Regions from separate parts of the Mus musculus genome. Here regions 2, 3, 4 and 5 are each linked to region 1. The links are chromatin contacts, called in public HiChIP or PLAC-seq and promoter capture Hi-C maps. All regions are on one chromosome and are shown on one strand. Each heading gives the region's core, a stretch centred on a gene start, on an enhancer-like site or on the middle of the called end of the contact. The rest is flanking DNA. Distances are from core to core; before and after follow the strand shown.

Region 1 (2,837 bases), core at 166-2,665:
GGTTGTCCTGGAATTTGTAAACCAGGCTGGTCTTGAACTCTGAGACCCACCTGCATCTGGAGTGCTGAGACTAAAGGCACCCACAACCGAGCCCACCTCTTAATTCTACCTTTCTTGCACACTTCTGCTAGCTTGCTCTGTCTATCCTACCTACCAAAATGCATCTCAAATCTGACCATTATTCTAAACCTCTCTACTCTAAATTACCTACCTCTGCAATTTCTTCTCTTCAGTTTTTGCTCTAGCAAGAAGTCAGAACGATAACATTAAAATGTAAATAGACCTCAAAGCATTCCAGCTTAAACCCATTCAGTGACTCCCTAGTGCAATTAGGAAAAGAATGACTCCTTACCCAGGACGGGATTCAAGGCCAGACTAGAGATGACTTCAGGCCACCTACTCATTAGAGGCCACTCTACACTTTCTCAAGCACCCCAGCAGTGCAGTTGCCTCTAGAAACATTATCCTGTTTACCCTGCTACAATATATTCAGTCCTCCATTAAGCGGCTACTCAGGTTTAAAGAGCAAGCAATCCGTCCAAGCATTTGGGTTTTCTCTTTTACAAAGTATTAGTTTCCAGAAGTGCTGGGCTTCCCCATCGCCCACGCACCACGGCCAGAGCGCTCCAGGAGAGCTGGGAACCTTTCTTTTACTGGGGATCATCTCAAGACCCCGAGGGGATACTCAGAAAAGTACGGTGCCTTTTACAACCAGGTCACCCATCTCCGAAGCCGGGGTTCTTGGCTTTAAAGCCTACGCTCTGGAGAACAGGAAGCAAGTGCAAAGCCACTTTCCCCCCTGAGACGTGGCTTAAGAGTTAGAACTGCAGGACCCGACTTTTGCCACCCCCAAACCTACATCTGGAGTAGGTTCAAAGGACGTTAGGCAGAGAGTCGAGATGCAGCCACAGAAACTCAGGTTCCCTGCCTCTGTATTCACTCCCCATGCCAGAAAAAGCGGATAGCGCGGACTTAGAATGAAATGCCTACTCTTCTGATTGGGAAAAGAGCCTAAAACTTGGACGCGGATGTCTCACCAAAGATACCTGGTTCCGGGCTCCTCCTCTTGAGTCCTCGCGTTGCGCTCTGCTCGCTGGGATTTGTAGTCCTTCCTAAGGTACCGAGAAGGCGGAATACGAAGGCGAGACAGCACTGGGGAAGATGGGTAAGCTAAGGGGCTTTCGGGACTTGTAGTTCAAAATAGCCAAACGCAGGAAATGGTTGAGGAGAAAAACTGAGAAATAAGTCTTATCAAATTTTGGTTGTGTGGAATATGAACATTGTAATAAACTGTTACCCTGTGCACATTATCAGTTTCTTTAATGGTTCAAAATGTCGACTCTGAGATACAGAGAAACTACAATTCCCATAAAGCAGGGCGCGTTGAAACTTTTGGAGCAAGACATTGGGTTCTACGCAAGCGCAGTGGCGCGAGTTCGGCAGTGAGGCAACATGTCGTCGCCGACGATCCCTTCGCGCCTGTACTCCTTGCTGTTCCGCAGAACTTCCACCTTTGCCCTCACCATCGCAGTGGGCGCCCTGTTCTTCGAGCGAGCCTTCGATCAGGGCGCAGACGCGATCTACGAGCACATCAACGAGGGGGTGAGGGCCTGGGCCATCCTGACCTTGGGCCCGCCTGAAGGGTGACTGGGAGGGAGGTAGGACGGAACTCAATCAAGTCTTACCAGGTCTGGGGTGAACTGTGCCCGTTAATACATCTATTTCTCTTGACATGGTGCGAGGCCTAATTGGTATGTCCTGTCACACAGTTCCACATATTCATTTGCGAAAGCTAACTCCTGACTCCTGAGACATCAGAGGACTTACGGGTCTGAACCACTCCATTAAGTCGGTGGTGAGTTGGAACTCCGACCCCTGCCGTCCTTGCTAGTTTCAAGGGCAGATTTCAGCAAGGCAGTCGTTAAAAGTAGGTCTCCTTAGACCATGTGGCTGACCTTTTAAAATTGATGTTTCAGTTCCGAAGGCCGCCCACGTAGGCTCTTTGGATTAAACGTGAAGACTATGAAACCTCAAGCCCTAACTGGCAATACTGGACTTAAAGCACTTAACCGTGGTATTGAATAAAGGTCATAGTGGATCAAAGATCCTGGGATACAGATGAGGTGCTACCGTTCATACTTAATGATACCACTGAAAGATAGCATCCTGGGAAAATGTGGGGATGAATATAAAGTAGGAAATGGCGAGCCCTCTTTGACTTAACTGTCCCACACTCTGTGCATGTTTTATGTCAAAGGTTGTGAGAGTATTGGGGAAGGTATGTTACTGATGGCCAGCATGTTCATCGACTGGTTTCTTTTTCTCGAGACAGGGTTTCTCTGTGTAGCTATTGCTGTCCCGGAGCTAGATGGTAGACAAGGCTTGGCCTTAGACTCACCCTCCTGCCTCTGCCACCTGAGTGTTGGGATTGTAGGCCTGAGCCACCACCGACCAGCTCCTTCACTGAGTGGCCTTCCTTCTTGCCTTCCTTCCTTTCTTACCTCTTTTGGTTTGTTTTTAAATTTTGTTGTTTTAATTTTATTTGCTTATGTTGTGTCTGCATGTACATCATCTGTGCTAGGAACTGGACGCAGGTCCTCTGGAAGAGCAACCAGAGTACCCTTAGCCACTGAGTCGTCTCTCCAGCCCCCTCAGGGCTCTCTGACCTGCTGCCCAGACAGGCTCTGTCTACTAGTTGCTGTATTTCCTCTGGTGGGGTAGCTTCCTGTCCATATGAAAGTGTTGCCACTCTGATCTTTTTTTTTTTTTTTTTTTAAGATTTATTTATTTAGTATATATAAGTACACTGTAGCTGTCTTCAGATACTCCAGAAGAGG
Region 2 (2,837 bases), core at 240-2,739, 490 kb after region 1:
ATGGACTTCATGGGCTTCAAAGCACCACCAGAGGGCACCCAGTGACCAACTGATGGGAAAGCTCCCTTGCAGACAGATTTCCCTACAGAACAGGGAATCTAAGTCCTTAGGGAGGGAGGCTCAGCCAAACTCTAGGTGGCTAGCTTGAGACTCCAGGCCTTAGAGGATGGGGCAAGCAGGCAGACATGGAAGCCAGAAGTCATTTCCCCGGTCCCAGTCCTGAACAGGGACAAGGGCCAGGGTAGCTGTTGTTCACTCAGACTCAGCCAGGAGGCCCTGGACCCTGCTCTGGGCTTGCTGCCTGCCCCTGCATTCCTTCCCTAACTCTCAGCCGCCTAGGCTTCCCAAGCCAGTAAGGGAGGGGCTGCTTTCCACTGGGGAGACAAGTCCAAGAAGAAATAATGTTCAGGGTAAAACAGCTGCAGGAACCCCTTTATTTTCCCCTAAAACTGTGAGACACCATGGCCACCTGTGCTGGCCTGGGACTCATATTCAGCTCCGTGTGGGTTTTACGTTTATAAAACTCTCACAAATTTTGTCAAACGGTCACGACTCCATCCCACACAGTACTTCAGTGAGTGATGGAAGGTTTGAACCCGGACCTATATTCCTTTGGGGTCTAAGCTCTCTGGGAAGCTGGATCCCTAAACTTAGTAAGAATACTGCTTAGAGGCAAACAAGGAACCAGTTCCGACCTTTAAAGCCCTCCTCATCCACCATGAGAGTGTAATCTTCCGGAGTCTCAGTCAGGCTGAAGAACTTGCACCTAGGAGGAGGGAAGGGGTGGGAAGACTTTCAGCCTAGAGTGAATGGAATGGAGACAGCAAATGAAGTCTGCTCCAGCAGCACTAAAGGACCCCCCACCAGGAGCCTTCCGGACCCGCACTCGGGCCTCACTCTCTTCCTTGGATCAATGAGTCTAGATCCCATATTTGGGATCTCCCCTCCATTCCACAGAAGTGGAAGGCTTTGGGTCCCCCTGGACAACTCTCAAAAGTTAACGTGAGGAGACTAGAAAGGGGCTACAGCCTGCCAAGGAACACATGCCCCCACTACACTGCCTACTCCAGGCAGTTTGCACCTTGACAAGCCCTGGGAGCGGGGCCCTCCGGGCCGGATAGGCGGCGTCGCAGAAAGGGTAAGGCCCAGGCTGGATGATGGCCAGAGTGGCTAGCGTCCCCACCCGGTACCCGCTGCTTCGCGGCGACTCTAGTCCTCCGCCCCTGGCCCAGAGGGGCAGAGGAGCCTCCACCCGCCCGACCTGCGCTCGTGAACCCGGGTGCGCACCGACTGCGACAGGGCAGGAAGAGCAGCTTGATGAGCGGGTGGGTGTAGAGCCAGAGGCCCGGACGGGCAATGCTCAGTACTCGCACCCGGTGCTCTAGGATGTGAAGTTCCATCGCAGATACGGCAGCCCCGGCCTGGCCGCCAGCGAGACCTAGGCAGGAGGCGATGCGGTGGCGCCGGGCTTAAAGAAGCACCGCCCGCTACCGGTCCGCCCAGCCAGGGATCCACACTTCGGCGGCCACGCCCCACAGCCACTGTGAAGTGGCCACGCCTCCTCCTGAGCCCTGCCTACCGGGCGCTGCGGGCTGCCTTCAAACTCTGCCAAAGCCACTCTTCTAGCCCTCACCCATCTGAGTCCTTCAAGGACACGCCCCAGACACGCCCTTTCCGCTGGACGCCCGCTGTGTTGGGTTTGGGAACGTGCTGGAAGCTCCTGGTCCCCTCCCTGTCTATCCTCCAGGCTCGCACGTGGGCTTTATGGTTAAAGCCACTAAAACGCAGAGCCTGGCGGTGGTAAGTGTGTATCTTTAATCCCAGCACTAGGGAGGCAGAGGCAGGCAGATCTCTGTGAGTTCGAGGCCAGACTAGTCTACAGAGTGACTTCCAGGACAGCTAGAACTACACAGAAAAACCCTGTCTGGACTGTAGGAAGGCTGGAAGCCGGGCTGGAGCTCTGTTGGGGCCAGAGCTGTCCATAAATCTCCGGAGTGGGGAGGTTAGGCTGGAGACCCGCGGAACAGCTGAGTTGGAGCCTATCTTCCTTTTATTGCCGGGGGTAGGGGGCAGGGACTGCAGAGCTGACAAGGACAGTAAGGACTAAAGATCCCTAAGAATGGGGTGCCCAAGGTTGGTTTGATAGTACTGCAACCCTATCTTGTTGTTGTTTCGACCAGCAAAACCTGGCCGGTGTGGCAGTTTTTAGTCAAACAACTTCTGAAATAGAATGCTCCCCACTGAGGGGAGGAACCGAAAAAGGGTCCTCCTCTCCTGTCTAAGCAACATACTATGGACTCTGAATCTTTTTTTAAATTTTATTTATTATATGTAAGTATACTGTGTCTTCAGGCACACCAGAAGAGGGTATCAGATCTCATTTCGGATGGTTGTGAACCACGTGGTTGCTGGGATTTGAACTCGGGACCTTCGGAAGAGCAGTCAGTGCTCTTAACTGCTGAGCCATCTCTCCAGCCCTTACCCCTAGATTCTGAATCTTATTCCAGGGACAACCCTAAGTACCTGAAGTGAGAATGCCCAGGGCTCAGACACTGAGGGGACAGGCCATAGTATTTGAGGTTCCCTGGGTATCAAACCAGAGACCTCCCTGTTGAAGTTTTCTTAAAGCGTCTCATCATTTGCAGAACTCAACTGGCCTGAACACATCTAAATTAGCTACAGATCCAAGAAGGCCCCTAAGCACTGGCAGACACCCCAGTGATCAAGGTTTAAGAAAACCCCAAGGCTGAGCAGAAACGAGCAAGCACAGGTTGATTTCACGGCAGGATGGGGCATGCTCCAAAGGGCCCTTGTTTGGCCCAGACACTCGGCTTCAG
Region 3 (2,837 bases), core at 231-2,730, 470 kb after region 1:
GAGATGGTGGTGGCTGCAATTTCCCTGCAGCTCTTCGGGGAGAGGTTGGGTTGTAGCCTCCAGCATCCCTGTCCTGACTTTATGGCATAACGAACAGACAAGAGAGTCCTCTATAAGATATCTGGCCTCATACAAGGGTTAGCTCTGTCCTAAGACTGACAGGTTAAGTTCCTGACTACTTTATAGACCTTAACATTCCCTGTAGGCAGAATAGAGTTGACCAGGGGTCTGTCCTGAGGTGCAGCCCCAGGGCAGCAGGTCACCTAAGCTCTTTTCACAGAGCCAGAAAAAGCACCTCTCCACTCACTGGGCCAGCCAGTGCTGACGGCCATTCTGCTGAAAGGTGAGCAAGATGCGAGAGGAAAGCCTGTCCAGGTCACCCATGCTCAGCACTCGCCCTGCCCTTCCTGCCACCGACACACGAACCCCTAACACACGCACACACCAGGACTGCTGGGAGCCCAGGAGAAGGTTGTAGGGGTGAGGGCAGATGATCATAGTTCCAGCTCGCAGGCCCCCACCCTCACAGGCACCGGCAGCCACGTGGTCGGAAGGGGCCTGTGGTGCAATGGCCCGGAAGGCTACGACACCATCCTTCCCTTCCTACAAACCAACCAGCCCCACCCCACCCCACCCCCTCGCCCCTGGGGAGGGCCTGTAGCCCAGGCGTGCCAACCACAAGTCCCCTCCCCATCTTCCCCCGTGTCTGCAGCTACACTGCCAGTGAGGGTCCACAGCGAGCTTGTAACAGGTGCACATGGACCAGTGCCTGTGGGGGTGTGCCCGTAGACCTAGGTGAGGCACTGCAGTACCTGCCCCGGTCACCGGGGGTTCTGGTCTGCAGGTGAGACTTCCTACCTTACTGAGAGGGAGGACCTGTTCCCACATAGATGGCTCTGCTTGCCTGTCCCCGTGTGGGTGTGGCTGTATGAGTGGCGGGATGATCTAAGGACCTCTGGCTTGGCTGACTTTGCATCTGCCCCAGACCCCGAGAATTGAATCAGAGCAAGAAGTGAGCCCCTTGCTCCATTTCCGCGCAGATCTGGAACTTCCTTCTCTGCTCATCCCCTACCTGCCTTGGGCTTCTCCAGACTCTTCTCACTCTTTCTCCTCTTCCCTCATGCCCTGGTCCCCGGCATGGTCTCTCTCACGCCTCCCTCTGGAATACCTTCCAGAAATACTACGTTTCCACCTGTGGCTATGCTGGGGTCTCAGTGGATCCCTGCCCTACTAGTTCTCCCTCTCGTCCACATCCTTCACTTGATCTACAGCTCCCAAGGGCAGAGGGTGCCTACAGCAGCCAGTTGGCCCAGCTGCGCCCTGGGATGGTAGAAAGGAAGGAAGTACTTACTGAGCAGTGTTCTTAGAAGCCGTGTCTGCATACTGGGTCCTGGTACTCTGGCCCGTGCCTCTCAGGGGTGACACAGCTTGGCTGGGTGTCCTGCAGGCTGGCAGCCACTTTATGCCCGACGGGGCGATTGGCCAACATCTCGTGAGGTGGGTGGGGAGGGGGAGGGGGAAGGGCAGGCCTTCTGGGAACATGACCCCAAAAACCAAAGTCTCCCCAGGCGGCCAATGGGCGCCATGCGCCATGACATGCCCGCTCCTCCTCCCGTTTTCTTCGAATTCGTTCTTCGAGGTCAGCCCCACGCCCAAGGATGATGTAAACCGCAGCCTCAGCCTTCTTGGGGTGAGCGGGCAGCACGGGGGTCCGTATCATCTTCAGGGATCAGTCCAGGGGTCAGAGCACGACTTGCAAGGGAGGCCACCCCTGGTCCAGAAACTACCAACCTCCTAGGACACGAAGGTTTAGGGCTAAAGGGAGCCAGACATCTTCCTTGTTGAGTGCCCTTCCCACCCTCTCGCTTGGGCTGTCGGGACATCTGTGAGCGGAAACCACCAGGCTCTGGGCACAGAGCCAGACTTGGGCCCCAAAGATTGTGCCTCTAATCCCAGGTCAGCATCTTCTAGCCCAACTCATTTCCATTGTCTCTATTAACTGTCCTCGCCCAGCCTTCCCAATCCCAGATCCTCTCTCTGTAGACAGGGTCCTTTAGGACCCTTGGAGCAAGAGAAATTAGAGAACGGGTTCAAAGCTTGTGACACGCTGTGTCGCTGTGTTGTCTGAGGCAAGTCACTCAGCTACTTTGAGCCCCACCTGAGAAAGCGAGAGAGAAAAGCACTCCTTGGTTCACCCCTCAAGGTCACTGCCAACATGGACATAAAAGGCAAAAAAGCCTTTGAAGAAAAAAGAAAAGACTAGGCTTGAATTCCAAGTACTGGTTTTCAGGGGATGGGATGGAGGGGGCGGGGGAGACCGGGAAGCTGTGAGCTCAGAGGGGAAGCTGGAGGGAGGGGTGGGGGAGCTGCGACAGTTGGACACAAGGTTTCACTTTCTCTGAAAGATAGCGATCCATCATGGGTGGGTCTTCTGCTTCTCCGCACTGAGGGACTGAGGCCCAGGCTGAGCCAGATCCACAGGCCATGCTTGGAAGCCACAGCACATCTGCCAAGCTAGAATGAGCATCCTTAGGCTGTACCTGCTGTTGGCCCTCATATATTCATTCAACAACCCCCCCACTCCCTATCCAGGAGGCGACTGTGCCCCCATCCACATATTCTCTGCACCTAGCAGAGTGTCCCCCTTGTTAGCAACTCCCCAGTACAGTCTAGACTAGATCCTTCTGAAGTCTTCATTTCCTCCTACTGAATTTCTTACCTCTGCCCACTCCAGGGTGCTGTTCCCTAGGGCCCTGGTCAGGGATCCTTCTGCATTTCATATCCGTGATGTCATCCTGGGACAGTCCCTATACCCCTACACTCAAGCTCTCACTGTG
Region 4 (2,837 bases), core at 121-2,620, 360 kb before region 1:
GGATTTCTCCCTCATCTATACTCACACACTCACCTCACTAACATACATCATCAGTTTTCAACAGGCAGTCAAGATCCAGCATCCCCTCTCCCCATTCAACCTAAACCACTTGCCTCCCTCAGAGGCTTCCCTGACCCTGACCCTGACGCTGCAACAACAGCAGTTACAGGAGCCCTTATGGCTGCTACGTCAGCCTCTCCTAAATTCCTCCTTAGAGAGAGGCCTGGGATCCCAACAGAGAGAGCACACCATGAGTTCAAAGCCAGCTCAGGCTACATAGCAGAACTCTGTAAAAGTAATGACATGGTGGAACATTCCTTTAATCCCAGCACTCAGGCGGCAGAGACAGGCAGATCTCTATGACTTTTGAGGCCAGCCTGGTCTATATAGGGAGTTCCAGGCCAGCCTGGTCTACATAGTGAGATCCTGCCTCAAAACCACAACAAACTCCAACAATAATAATTTAATAATAATTAACAAATAAACCGGGGGCTGGGGAGATGGCTCAGTGGTTAAGAGCACCAACTGCTCTTCCGAAGATCCGGAGTTCAAATCCCAGCAACCACATGGTGGCTCACAACCATCCGTAACAAAATCTGATGCCCTCTTCTGGAGTATCTGAGGACAGCTACAGTGAACTTACATATAATAAATAAATCTTTAAAAAAAAACAAACAAATAAACCTCTCTTCCATGACCTTTGAAAAGCATGGTCCACAAGGCCCTAATGTTTCACCACTTCAGCCTTGCAAACCTACCCATTTTTCTTTCCTTCTTCCTTCCTTTCCTTTTTTTGAGATAGGCTTCCTCAGTGTGAAAAACTTTCCCTCTAGATGACTCTCAGCTTCCTCCGTCGCCTCCTTCCTTGATCTGAGTTAAAATTAAGTCCACACACCCCCACAAGATTTCCAGTCTCTCTCCAGCATCTCACTCCTCTCTCGGGCGACAGTAGGGGGCAGGATTCCCTAGATCTTCCAGGTTCCTCCTAAGGCGTGTAGTTGCCCCTGCCACACCCCCTCTTTTAACCTAACCCGCAGCCACCTTCCGATCCCTGAGCCTCATCGTCCTTGTACCTTAAGCTATCCCTGGGCCGTCCTGCAGGAAGAGCACCCAGTTATCTGACTTGCAGAGGTCCACCCGGGACGGAGGTGACTCTGCAGTCCCCGGCCCCTATCGCTTCCGGGGAGGCCACTGTCACGGGGGAAGGACAGCTGAAAGGATCTGAACCCCGCCTAGGAAGACCCAGACCCGGAGTTAAAGGGGGGGTGAGGTGGGGGTGATGCCTTAGGGCCTAAGGCCCGAGAAAGGCACGGCCCCTTTAAGAGCGCAGCTCCGCCCCTTCCTGGCCGGATCCAAATTCCAGGGGGGCGGGGCAGAGCGGACGCCTGGAAGCAGCGATCTCGGGCGACGCCTGTGTGCGGCGGCGCGGCCCGGCTCCGGCCCCGCCGGGGCGATGCTCCCCGGGGCGGCGGGGTGAGCCAGGTGAGCGCGGGGACCCCCAGGAGCCCTAGCCAGAGTGCCTGGAGGTGGGCCGGGCGGTGCGGGCTCTCTGCTTCCCAGGGCTGTGTGACCCTGACTGGGCACTCACCCTCTCTGGACCAGGCCTCGAGCACTGCGGAGGCTCGCGGGGGCCGTTCGGAGTCCCGGCCTTTCAGGCACCAGCTCGGGCGGCTTTTCGCAGCAGGAATCCGGCCTGCCTGGGTGACCCGATTCCTCCACCCACTGCTCTGCGACCTTCGGCGAATGCCTGCCCTTACTGCGCCTCAGTTTCCTCATCTGTAGAATGGAGACGCGGTCGCCGCTCAGCCTGTGGCGCGGCCCTTAGCGGAGAGGAGAAGGGAAAGGCGGGACTTCGTGCAGGTTATGGGCTGAGCAATGGAAACAGTCTCTCCGTGGTTCTGGGCGAGGCTCCTCTCCTGTCCCTCCCTACCCACATGTCTTCATGTTTTTAAATGGCATTTCTTCCTCGTGGGTGCCAACTTGTCCCCAGCCACCCTCTCCCGACCAGCCAGACAGCAAACATAAACACTACAATGGTGTAAATGTTACTGAGTCCCTTAAAGCAGGTCATGGCACCGTGAGAACAATGTGGTGCTACGTTTGCTTGTTCACAGCTTGCTCTTAAACTTAGCGTCTCCCCTGAGTGGCGGGCTGGTAGAGGTGGACCATTCTGAACCCTTTCGAGTCTTCACAGCAATCCTGACCTATGTCCCCACAGTGACTCCACTGGCTCTGGGCATGGCGAACCCAGTGGCGGGCATCGCAGGCTCTGCCGCCAAGAGTGTGCGACCCTTCCGATCCAGTGAGGCCTATGTGGAAGCCATGAAGGAAGACCTGGCCGATTGGCTCAATGCTTTGTACAGTCTAGGTCTCCCCGGCAGTGGCGATGGCTTCCTCACGGGGCTGGCCACAGGCACAACCCTGTGCCAACATGCCAACGCTGTCACCGAGGCTGCCCGGGCTCTGGCTGCTGCCCGTCCAACCCGAGGTGTGGCCTTCCAGGCACACAGTGTGGCGCCTGGCTCCTTCATGGCCCGAGACAACGTGGCCTCTTTCATCGGCTGGTGCCGGGCTGAGCTGGGCGTGCCTGAAGTGCTCATGTTTGAGACAGAGGACCTGGTGCTACGCAAGAACGAGAAGAGTGTGGTGCTCTGCCTGCTGGAGGTCGCCCGGCGTGGGGCGCGCCTTGGCCTGCTTGCCCCGAGGCTGGTACAGTTCGAGCAGGAGATCGAGCGGGAGCTTCGAGCTACCCCTCAGGTTTCCAGCGTCCCTGCTGCTGAAGAGGATGTCACTGAAATTGCCACTGTACCAGGGGTTCCCACCCGCACACCCCGCAT
Region 5 (2,837 bases), core at 91-2,590, 280 kb before region 1:
AAGGAAAAGAGGCTCACACCCCAGGTACCAAGTCGCCTTCCCATCTCCCACGCAGACCAGTCATCCCAGGCACCATGACAGGCCAAAGGCCATCCTGTGGGCCTGTTCCCCTAGAACCTAGGACCAAAAGATCCCCCAAGGGGCCCCGTTGTTCCCCTCTTTACTGCAAAACGAATAAAGTGCAAACGGGATGAAGGGGTTGTCTGGATATCAATTCCAAGAATAGCCCAATAGGCAGGAAGACCTGAGAGCCAAAACACTGACAAAAACAACCTGGCCGAACAGCCTCCTAAGTTGAAAGTGTATCAACAGCTCCTCCTAAACATCGGATCAGACGACAGGTGAGAAGGCTGCATCCTGACACCAACTCACACAATATATTGGCGACAATATATCAAGTCACTTCTAGACCCCAAGCCAGCTCCAGGTGCCTTTCTCCCCGAGCTTTGAAGGTCTCTGGAGACCTACATAGGAAGCCTGATTTTGCCTCTACTACTCGAATGACCTTCCGTGTGTCATTTAACCTCCCGTGCCTCGGTGTCCTCGCGAGTGAGAGGGGGAAAGCAACAGTAGCTACCTTACAGAGGCAGCTGTGAGCTCAGTACACAAAGTGCTTAGCACAGAGGTTCGAAGTCAGGAAGGGCTGGAGAACCAGTGACAAGACATTCTTGTGGTGTTAGAACTAAGACAAGTGCTCCCATTCTGTCAACGTGTCCCTGAGGATCCAAAGGACGAGGGGCGGGTGGCAGAAGGCCATTTCTAGATGTTTGCCCCGTTTTGGGGGGGCGGCGGCTAAGAGATAAGGCCCTGAACGAGGAGGCCTGAGGTTGGCCGAGGAGTGGGAAGGGACAAGCAGGGCGCAGGGGAGGCCTAAGTGCAGGAGTCTCTCCGAACCGGACTGCGGACCTGAAATGACGGACGGCTTGACGCCGGGCCGCCAAGCCGTCGGGAATGAATGAGCACGCAGGCCTTTCACCTTCGCCCTCTCGCGGCTCGCAACCCTCCAGCGCAGCGTCCTCTCCGTGACCTCTGACCTCGCAGACCCCCCCCACTCCTCGGACCCCTTCGGGTTTGTTTGTTTTCCTATCTCGCCGGGCTGCCTTTTTCCTCACCCACAAATCCAAACGGCTCCGGGTGCCGCGGCTCGGCTCGCTTCAGCAGCAAAATGTCCGCAGCCTCCGCCTCCCTCTCCTCCGGTGCGTCGCAGCAGCCGGCGGCTCCAAGCTCCACGGCTGTCACCTGCCGAGCGGAAGTAAGAGGCCCGTGCGCGGAACTTCCGGTGGACGCACACCCCGGGGGCGGGGTCGAGGGTGCAACCTGGCGGGAGGGGCTGGGGACCTGTTGGGCGGGGCCTGTGTGGGAAGGGCGGGGCCTTAGCAGAGCCGGCTTTTATGAGAATTGAGGGCCTGGGCGGGCCAAGCGGCTAAGTTCAGGCTGGGATACCCTTGCTCAGAATCCCTGGCCAGGCTCCCTCTCAAACACCATGGAATCGAAAGGGTCTTGGAAGACTTTAAAGTTCATCTCTTTCTGAGTTACAGATGGGAAGACTGAGGCCAACGTTGTCTTAGGAAAAGGGAAAGTCGGAGCTACAAATCTGATCAGCTGCTGGACTGCGCCTGTCTGCTAGGCTAAAACGAGACTTTTTCTGCTGCCCTTGGAAAATTCATTGTTCTAAAAGGAAAACATAAGCTACGTCCAAGACTTCTTATCCAAGGGATACTTCACAGTGAGACCTCAACTGATACAGCCATTTCATTCCTGACTTTGGTCCTATTAATTTTCTCTTTCTAATAGATAACTTGTGTTCATCCCCTTTAAAACATTATAAAACTTCTATTCTAGCATTTTTATTAAACCAATAATATCTGCATTGCAGAAAAAAAGAAATATATTAGTGGGGGCTGGAGAGATGGCTCAGTGATTAAGAACACTGGCTGGTCTTCCAGAGGACCTGAGTTCAGTTCCCAGCAACCACACTGTGGCTTACAACCATCTGTAATGGGATCCCATGCCTTCTTCTAGTGTGTCTGAAGACAGCGACAGTGTTGTACTCATACACACAAAATAAATAATTCTTTTTAAAAAAAAAAGAAATATATTAGTAAGGAAAAAAGGCAAAACCAAAACACGTAGGCTCCTGAGAAAATCGTTTTTTAACACTTGGTTATCCTCCTAGATGTAATATGTCTGCCTTTTTATTTTATTATTTGTGTGTTATTGATTTGAGACAAGCTCTTGCTGTGTAACCCAAGCCAGCCCCATTGTTGAGCTCACAGTGATGTACTATCATGCCTGGTCTATGTAGTGCTGGGATCTAACTCAGAGCTTTTACATCCTATGCAAGCACTCTAACAACTGAATCGCTGTCACCTTGGCTGACCTGGAAACTGAAAAACCAAGCAGAAGTCTGCCTGCCTCTGTCTCACAGTGTTGGGTTTAAAGGTGTGCACAACCACACCCAGCTGTTTTTACATTCTTTAAAGTTTTGTCATAATATAATTATGACAAATTGATAAAATAGTTATGGCAAATTGATAAAATAGACAAAATAGAATTCCAGATGCTGGGGTGAAGAGATGGTTCAGCAGTTAAAAACACTGGCTGCTCTTCCAGATAACAGGGGTTCATTCCCAGAACCCACATGGCAGCTCACAGCACCCACATGGCAGCTCATGGCATCTGTGACTATAGTCCAAGAGGATCTAAAACCCTCTTCTGACCATGCAAGCACAGGTACATGCACATATGAACATAAAATAAAATAAATAAATCTTGCCAAGTAGTGATGGCATACACCTTTAATCCCAGATGGATTCCAAAGTTTGAGACCAGCCTGG

The links. Promoter capture Hi-C pulls out the DNA fragments that hold promoters and counts their contacts. HiChIP or PLAC-seq counts read pairs in DNA pulled down with a chosen protein or histone mark. Capture Hi-C pulls out chosen DNA fragments and counts their contacts.
Region 2: a contact with region 1 is called in an H3K4me3 HiChIP or PLAC-seq map of embryonic stem cells, with 23 read pairs. The contact joins the promoter of Castor1 here to the promoter of Uqcr10 in region 1. A contact is called at or near these places in 5 of 39 promoter capture datasets (cranial neural crest, hippocampal neurons, neural stem cells and 2 more), 1 of 15 datasets of contacts at CTCF or cohesin (large pre-B cells), 4 of 484 Hi-C or Micro-C datasets (the Ba/F3 cell line, LSK cells, embryonic stem cells and 1 more), 13 of 115 datasets of contacts at active chromatin or transcription factors (the SCID.adh cell line, T-cell acute lymphoblastic leukemia, bone marrow-derived macrophages and 6 more) and 4 of 9 other capture datasets (adipose tissue, embryonic stem cells, liver and 1 more).
Region 3: an H3K27ac HiChIP or PLAC-seq map of embryonic stem cells shows a contact between it and region 1, with 13 read pairs. The contact joins the promoter of Osm here to the promoter of Uqcr10 in region 1. A contact is called at or near these places in 6 of 39 promoter capture datasets (the 3T3-L1 cell line, the SN4741 cell line, embryonic stem cells and 3 more), 1 of 15 datasets of contacts at CTCF or cohesin (large pre-B cells), 2 of 484 Hi-C or Micro-C datasets (the C2C12 cell line and LSK cells), 22 of 115 datasets of contacts at active chromatin or transcription factors (the 230-238 cell line, the SCID.adh cell line, T-cell acute lymphoblastic leukemia and 11 more) and 4 of 9 other capture datasets (adipose tissue, embryonic stem cells, liver and 1 more).
Region 4: a promoter capture Hi-C map of adipose tissue shows a contact between it and region 1. The contact joins the promoter of Gas2l1 here to the promoter of Uqcr10 in region 1. A contact is called at or near these places in 1 of 484 Hi-C or Micro-C datasets (embryonic stem cells), 1 of 115 datasets of contacts at active chromatin or transcription factors (memory CD8 T cells) and 1 of 9 other capture datasets (adipose tissue).
Region 5: a contact with region 1 is called in a promoter capture Hi-C map of neural stem cells. The contact joins the promoter of Ap1b1 here to the promoter of Uqcr10 in region 1. A contact is called at or near these places in 1 of 39 promoter capture datasets (neural stem cells), 1 of 484 Hi-C or Micro-C datasets (CD4 T cells), 2 of 115 datasets of contacts at active chromatin or transcription factors (effector CD8 T cells and memory CD8 T cells) and 1 of 9 other capture datasets (adipose tissue).

The regions. Positions count from the first base shown.
Region 1 is chr11:4,702,922-4,705,758 of GRCm38.p6, reverse strand. It overlaps Uqcr10 (ubiquinol-cytochrome c reductase, complex III subunit X), which reads left to right and starts at 1,415. Exons shown (of 2, transcript NM_197979.3): 1 at 1,415-1,602. The coding sequence starts at 1,453. It overlaps Zmat5 (zinc finger, matrin type 5), which reads right to left and starts at 1,103. Exons shown (of 6, transcript NM_026015.3): 1 at 1,038-1,103.
Region 2 is chr11:4,216,877-4,219,713 of GRCm38.p6, reverse strand. It overlaps Castor1 (cytosolic arginine sensor for mTORC1 subunit 1), which reads right to left and starts at 1,489. Exons shown (of 9, transcript NM_028022.2): 1 at 1,288-1,489; 2 at 696-766. The coding sequence starts at 1,400.
Region 3 is chr11:4,235,428-4,238,264 of GRCm38.p6, reverse strand. It overlaps Osm (oncostatin M), which reads right to left and starts at 1,480. Exons shown (of 3, transcript NM_001013365.2): 1 at 1,352-1,480. The coding sequence starts at 1,382.
Region 4 is chr11:5,063,860-5,066,696 of GRCm38.p6, reverse strand. Gas2l1 (growth arrest-specific 2 like 1) reads left to right here and starts at 1,370. Exons shown (of 7, transcript NM_144560.3): 1 at 1,370-1,482; 2 at 1,603-1,860; 3 at 2,219-2,837. The coding sequence starts at 2,239.
Region 5 is chr11:4,985,327-4,988,163 of GRCm38.p6, reverse strand. Ap1b1 (adaptor protein complex AP-1, beta 1 subunit) reads right to left here and starts at 1,340. Exons shown (of 21, transcript NM_007454.3): 1 at 1,113-1,340.